Linked DNA regions of Sus scrofa: region 1 is linked to region 2. Evidence: chromatin contacts called from public Hi-C data. All regions are on one chromosome and are shown on one strand. The core of a region is the stretch at or near the end of the contact, and the rest is flanking DNA. Distances in the headings are between cores, read along the strand shown. Region 1 overlaps ITGA6 (integrin alpha-6). Region 2 has its middle 51 kb from the start of DLX2.

Region 1 (3,187 bases), core at 548-3,047, 280 kb before region 2:
CAAGGAGGCTGTAAGCTCTAGCTGATCAAATAATTTCCTTGCTTTGCTTCCTTACTTCCTCTACGTTATTCCCCGCTCCTGCTGGCAGAGGGCCCCTAACCACTTCTGGTTTGACGCTGCTGAGTTTGCACTGATTTTTTTTGTGCTCAAATAAACTTGTTCAATTGGTAATATGCCTCAGTTTATTTTTAACAATACTGATTTGGAACCAAGCTTTTGCCCACAATACAATTTGCTGGAATGACTCTCTTTTGCATCAATTCTTACTTCCTGGTACCCTGGTCACCCCCGACTATCATCCAATCAGTTTCCACCAAGGATTCGGGGAGGGTCTGAGGGCACCTTATGTAGGAGGCATCATAACAGTCCCCTTCGCCTCCCATCTCCTGTAAGAGGAGCTCGTAACCCAAAGCCACAGTCCTTAAAATCCCACTGTTTTCCGAAGAGGGATCTATAGAGACCCACCACCTTTCTGCTGCATTCCTCTTGCTAATGCCCTTTACTCACCATCAGTTTTACGATCTTTGGGGTCTGGCTGACCCACGGATGATGAAGAGAAGAAACAAAAAGAACATATGCCTGACTGGACAGAGAGAAACAGAGCTGCAAGAGACACCAGGCTGGGAACACGAATGTGAACAAGCTCCCTAAACAGAAAAACCATTCCTGGCCTTCAAGAAACCCACACATCTCTGATGCCAAAAACAAACACAAAACAAAACAGAAAAAATACAACCTCCCCCAAACAACAGTCCTTACCATTTCTGTCTCTGCTTTGATCCCAATGAAAATTTTAACTTTTTTTTTTTTTTTTTTAAACCAATGCACTTCAGTGAGTACAATGGAAGGAAAATGCAATCAGAAAACAAGAGAGAGGAGCCAGACTCTGCTCAGGAAGAGTCAGCAAAGCAGCTGGCTTGGGTGGGAACACATGTCCCTGGCACCATCCTTCCTCCCAGACCCTTCAATGAGGCCACCATCAGCCTCCACCTCCAATCTGTCCAACACACATTTAAGGGGCGAAGCAGCACACATACGGGTATAGAACTAGAACAGAGATGGGGCAAGATCAAGGTGGGGTCCTTGGTACCTGGAACTTCTGGCAGGGGCAAGGCCAAGGGCTGCCCCATGCCTACTCCACTAATGTCATCCCTGAACCCAGAAGCTCCAACAGTTGAGCGGCAAACTAGCCTAAGTTCAATGACCCAGCAGGTGTGGGGACGGAACCCTGACCCTGGTACCTGGAGGGATAAGCACAGAATCACAGGTTGTGGGCATTAGAAGCACCAGAGAAGGCACCCAGCCCTTGAACTTTACAGAGGAAGAAAGCCTGCAACTATCCTGCCCCTAAGATCTCACAGCAAGTTGGGGGGCGGGGGGGGGGGCGGAAACAGACAACACTTTGGAGCAATGTTTTCCCCATTCCTTTAAATTCTAGGAAATAAAACCCAGTATTTTATGGTGTTTACAATTTAGTTGAAGGGGCAAAACCTAAACAAAATGAAACACTGAAACAAGAACTGTTCCATTTACTGACAGGTGGCAGACTAATTCCCAAAGGGTGAGGGAAGGCAAAGAATCAAAGCATTATTGCAGCTGGGTGGGGTGAAGGCAGGGAGAGTTCCTGTAAAGGTAACCAACTCCAGAAGAAGGCTACAAAGAGCAGGCCAGGAGTTCCAAGGTTATTACAGTGTATCTTCTCTGACCACTTCCTTCCCTCATCCACACCCCAGGAGGCTGGCAAGCTCCCCAAGGCAGGTACTGGGCTAGTTATTTCCTGTTGACCACACTTGCTCATTCGTTCACTTATTCATTCCACAAACATTCAAGAGCCTCCTGGGATGAATCAGGATTGCTCCCCTCCCTGCCAACCCCAGGCCTGCAGGAGCCAGATCCAGAAGCAGGTCTTTAAACCACAGGGAGGTAGAAGCCATGTGAAGGCGGTCCATGGGGCGTGCTCAAACCTGCCCCGAGGAAGAGTGGCACCTAGAAATGACAGGACCTGCAGGTGGCCTGGCGAGAGGTACAGCACGTAGGAAGGCTGAGAGGGAAAGAGCCAGAGGAAATGGAGGGGTAGGAATGGGACGGGACGGACGGGCCGACAAGACGGGGTTGGGCAGCCTGGTCCGCGAGTTCCATGTTCCCGTGCTTGGGGCCACAGATGCGCACCCCCTGAGCCCCCTGCAGCCCCCTTGCTGTTTTGCCCGGCTGGGGACAGGTGCTTTCGGGTTTCCTGTTGTTGAAAAAGATGCAGAGATTGTTCCATTTACATGGACGCTCCTTCAGAGCCGACCGCTCCCTCCAAGCCCTGGTCCCCTGGCCACGTGAGAGGATGTCTCCCTCCTGGGTACCTGCCTCTTATGCGGTCCTAGACCCTTGCAGGTGGACCTCTAACTCCAGTTTGCCTGCTGGTTACAGGGGCAGCGGCAACAAAATTTCATGGGCTACAATTGCCAAGCTCGTGTAGAAGTCCTCCCCTCATCTTTGTGGCCGCTACTGCATTTGAAAGCTGGCCTCACAGGAGGATAGAAGCAGCAGGAGGGGTGGTGTTTTGTCGGCCCCCCCCCGGGGGGGGAGGCTGGGGGGAGCAACATATAGGAAAAGAGAACTTGACAAAATAAGAGAAATGTACTTTTCGAGAGTAATGTTAGCTGTCACACTGCCTCCCGTGTTCCTGGCACTGTCCTTCCTTCCAGGTCCCCTGGGCAGTGAGCCCACTTGGGGATCTGGCTCCGCTCAGATGGAGGAGGCAGAGGTGCAGTGTGGCCTCAGGCCCCAGGCCCCAGGCAGACAGAAGAGGAAGGCAGGTACCCACGGCGGGTAGGGGGCTGCCCCTGCTCTGGCTGCACCCCATTCCCTGGGACTTTGCTTACAGGAAAATCAGGAAAACAATGATGGAGGAGGCGGGTGGAGTTAAGTCAGATAAAGCTCTGAGCCATAGAAAAGTGGAAGCACCTTGATGGGCGAACATGGTAACACCAACCAAATGCAACAACTGGCAGGTCTCTTAACCCTCAAGGTAAAGTTGCCCTCTCAGGTTCAGGAAATAAGCCGACTCTGAATTCTGCTTAGAACCAGCCCTAATCACAGGAAGTCACAGCCCATTAGCTGAGGCTATGGCTGGCAAGGACAAATAATTGCAAATAGAACCATATCCAGCCAATGACGCTGTCCCCAGTACAAACCA
Region 2 (3,225 bases), core at 358-2,857:
AGGTTCCTTCTTATGTTGGAGAGACTCTCAGGAGGGTTTCCAGGGTCCAAAAATACATTGTGGCAGGATGGAAAGTGTGCCCAACCCCTCACATGGCAAGATGCTATTTCCTGGGGTCTTTTTACATTTCTTTCTTTCTCTTTTTACTCTGACTTTAAATCTCCCAAACAATTTACACTTACATACAACCTGTCCTCATACTGCTACCCCCCCTAAGATCTGGTAGTTTTAAGGTCTGCTAGGAAACTAAAGGGAGGAAGAGGGGGAGTTTCCACTTAAAAATATAAATATTCTGAAAATGTAAAAGCATCACCAGAATTCCAACATCAACAAAGGGAACAAATACAGTGAGTTCCCCCTCCAAAAAAAAGATCCTAGTTTTTTTAATTGTAAAACTAAGACCAAGTTTTCACAGCAGTTGAATTAAATTCACATTTTCTTTTTTTTAATTAATTAATTTTTTTTCCACTGTATAGCATGGGGACCGAGTTACACTTAACATGTATACATTTTTTCCCACCCTTTGTTCTGTTGCAATATAAGCATCTAGACATAGTTCTCAATGAAATTCACATTTTCAACAGATGTACTGAGTTCCTACTATGGGCCAGATATCATGCTAGCTGCTAAGAATACAATGCCTTCTGAGTCTTGAGGGGGGGATGTGAGACAGTCTGATATGAAAAAGATGAAGTTTACCTAGCCCAGCATCTCCAAGACAAGGCCTCCAACCCTGGACCTCAGGGGTCCAGCAAGGCAAACAATGGGCTGTTGGCACTTGCTGCAGAAATGAGAGACCCCTTCCTACTGAAATGACCAGAGACGCTTTCATGGTGGCATCAGAGCTGGATCAAAAAGGATAAGAATTTCAATAGGCGAAGACATATGGAAGGGCAATCGAAGGCAGAGAGAGAAGTCTGAGGGAAAAATAAAAGAATGAGACATCTTGTAGTCTTAACTGTAGATCCGAGGTCACTGCAACTCTGTAGCTATTCATCTGGACAGGAGACTGAAGGAGCTGGGACATTCTTTGAATGAAAGGAAGCCAGTCCTTTGACATTCCTTCAGTGAATAAGCAGGAAAGCACACAAGGGAGGAATATTGGGAGGCAGAGGCTAGAGATGAGGAAGATCAAACACCTCTTCCTAGTCAGAAAACTGAAGATGGCTCCTTTGTTCATTTGCCTTAGAGCTGCCCTCTCAACCTATCCCGGTCACCGTCCTTCTAACCCAGCCTACCTTTTAGGACAGTCTTGGTTACTCAGTGGCAAGAAGAGACAGACACTATGGGGAATTAAATCTGATATGAGCATTTCCAAACCAGATATAAAGTAATTACCTCTGATTGACCATAAACCAGGAATGTGTGCTGATGTTTGCAAAAAAAAAAAAAAAAAAAAAGGACACCAGTAGCCCACTCAGGAAGGTGGAGAAGACAAGCTACCTGGTAATCCTGTGAAATTAGTATTAGTCCCCTCGTGTGTGGCTATAAGCTAGAGAGGAAGTCATTACATCCTTGCAGTTTTCTCAGATAAGTGCCAATCCACTCAACAATGGGCCTTTCTGGTTAACCACAGGGAGGGCTGTGGAACAGGACCAAATTCTGGCTCTAACTCAGCCCCTCCAGGAAATCCCTGATGGCGTCACTGCTTCTGCTGCATCTGCCATCAATAGGCAAGACCAATGAGCCACAGGTCCTTCAGCCACAGTAGGTTTCCTGCAGGCAGGAGAGACTGAAAGTATTGCTTTGCAAAGCACCTTAAAATCCTCTGATGAGGGGATGAATTACACAGTCATAATACAGAAAGTTGTGCCAAATTGTTAGAGAAAATGAAGCTTTGTCTATACCAGCAAAGGAAAATGTGCAAGATAAGGCACTAGGGGGAGAATGCAAGTTGCAGTGCAGACATACAGAATCATCCTATGTGTTTACATAAAATATTTTTAAAAACATATATTCTTGCAAGTACATCGGGAGTTTCTGGAATGATATAAAAGAAACTATTCTATTTCTGGAAGTAGATGGAAAGATAGAGGGAGTTTCATGTTTATATCCTTATATGCTACTTTTATAATTTTAAAAACTGTTTGAAAATCTTTTCTAAATGAAATAATGAAAGAGCCCAAGAAAAACTATTAACAAATACAATGTCTTTGTGCTAGCTGAAGCAAAGAAAAAAATTATCTTCTTACTTTTATCTCTCTAGCCTGATATAAATTTTTGTGTTAATACAGTAGTTTTGCCAGGCTGACTATGGCACTGCTTCTGTTCAATGGAGCTTCAGCTTTATAGCGAAATCAAATTAAATGTGAGTACATGTACAAGTTGTATTTATGGAGAGAGATATAAACATGTCTAAACACTGAGCAAACCTAATACTTCTTGTAAAACTTTTGTAATTTTGGTTTGGCCTGTTTAGCACCCCTTTGCTCTTTGTCTGGAACCATAGAAATATCCTCACCTGACTCCGTAGGATCCTGGTACAGTTGTCTATCATAATGCCACAATCTCCCACCCCTGCCAGAGAGATGGGCACAAAACCCTGGCTTGCCCATCAGGGCACTCCATTCTCCTAGCCACAATTATTTGTCCAGTGATGGGCAAGTGTCCTAAACTGGACCAATCAGAATCTTCCCTAAGATTAACATGTGGGAAGTGTTGTCTCTCTTACTCTAGGATCTTGAACTTAAGACCATGAAGGCTTGAATAAAGAGAGGCAGAGGTAAACAAGAGTTGAAAAAATAGAGAATGAAGGGCAGGGCTGATGGCACCATCTCAATTTCTGGATTCAGTCACATGTGAAGCCAGTTACTCTTCTTGGACTTTCCATTTGTATAAATCGATAAATTCCTCCTTGTGGCTTAAACTGGATTCTATTGGTTTTCTCTCTTGCAACCTAAAGAGTCCTGGCTAATGAATATCTCCATTTCTTCACTGGAGGTCTAACAACCCACTCCGTGACAGTGACTATCAGCCACACTCAAGATCCAAAATTATAGTCCATATTCTAATATTCTGAATGTCATTGTTGCGTAGGCTATCCTGTTTGCGCTTCAGGAAAATGAGGTACAAGGAACCTTCTACATGGAATTTCCCCCAAGGTCATACAATTCATTAGAAGCCAAGTCCAGAACAAAAATAATTTCCCAGACCTTTTCTTAAAAAAAAAAGTATGGCGGGGGGGCTTCTAGTCTATGTCAAAAGCAAAGGATAGAACCATCTGTA

What was found. Hi-C and Micro-C count contacts between places; a contact is called where the count stands out from the background.
Region 1: a contact with region 2 is called in a Hi-C map of mesenchymal stem cells, with 5 times the contacts expected there. The contact joins two enhancer-like sites. A contact is called at or near these places in 3 of 5 promoter capture datasets (fetal liver, fetal skeletal muscle and liver), 31 of 47 Hi-C or Micro-C datasets (adipocytes, adipose tissue, alveolar macrophages and 17 more) and 1 of 2 datasets of contacts at active chromatin or transcription factors (skeletal muscle).

The regions. Positions count from the first base shown.
Region 1 is chr15:78,539,006-78,542,192 of Sscrofa11.1, reverse strand. All of the region lies in intron 1 of ITGA6 (integrin alpha-6), which reads right to left. Among named protein-coding and RNA genes, the nearest start is that of ITGA6, 36 kb to the right of the region's middle. Within about 2 kb of position 1,797, at least 23 of the 83 cell types and tissues checked have an H3K27ac peak or open chromatin away from gene starts, as enhancers often do. A contact at or near this core is called in adipose tissue, where this site is marked.
Region 2 is chr15:78,253,938-78,257,162 of Sscrofa11.1, reverse strand. No RefSeq gene overlaps it. Among named protein-coding and RNA genes, the nearest start is that of DLX2, 51 kb to the right of the region's middle. Within about 2 kb of position 1,607, at least 2 of the 83 cell types and tissues checked have an H3K27ac peak or open chromatin away from gene starts, as enhancers often do. A contact at or near this core is called in adipose tissue, where this site is marked.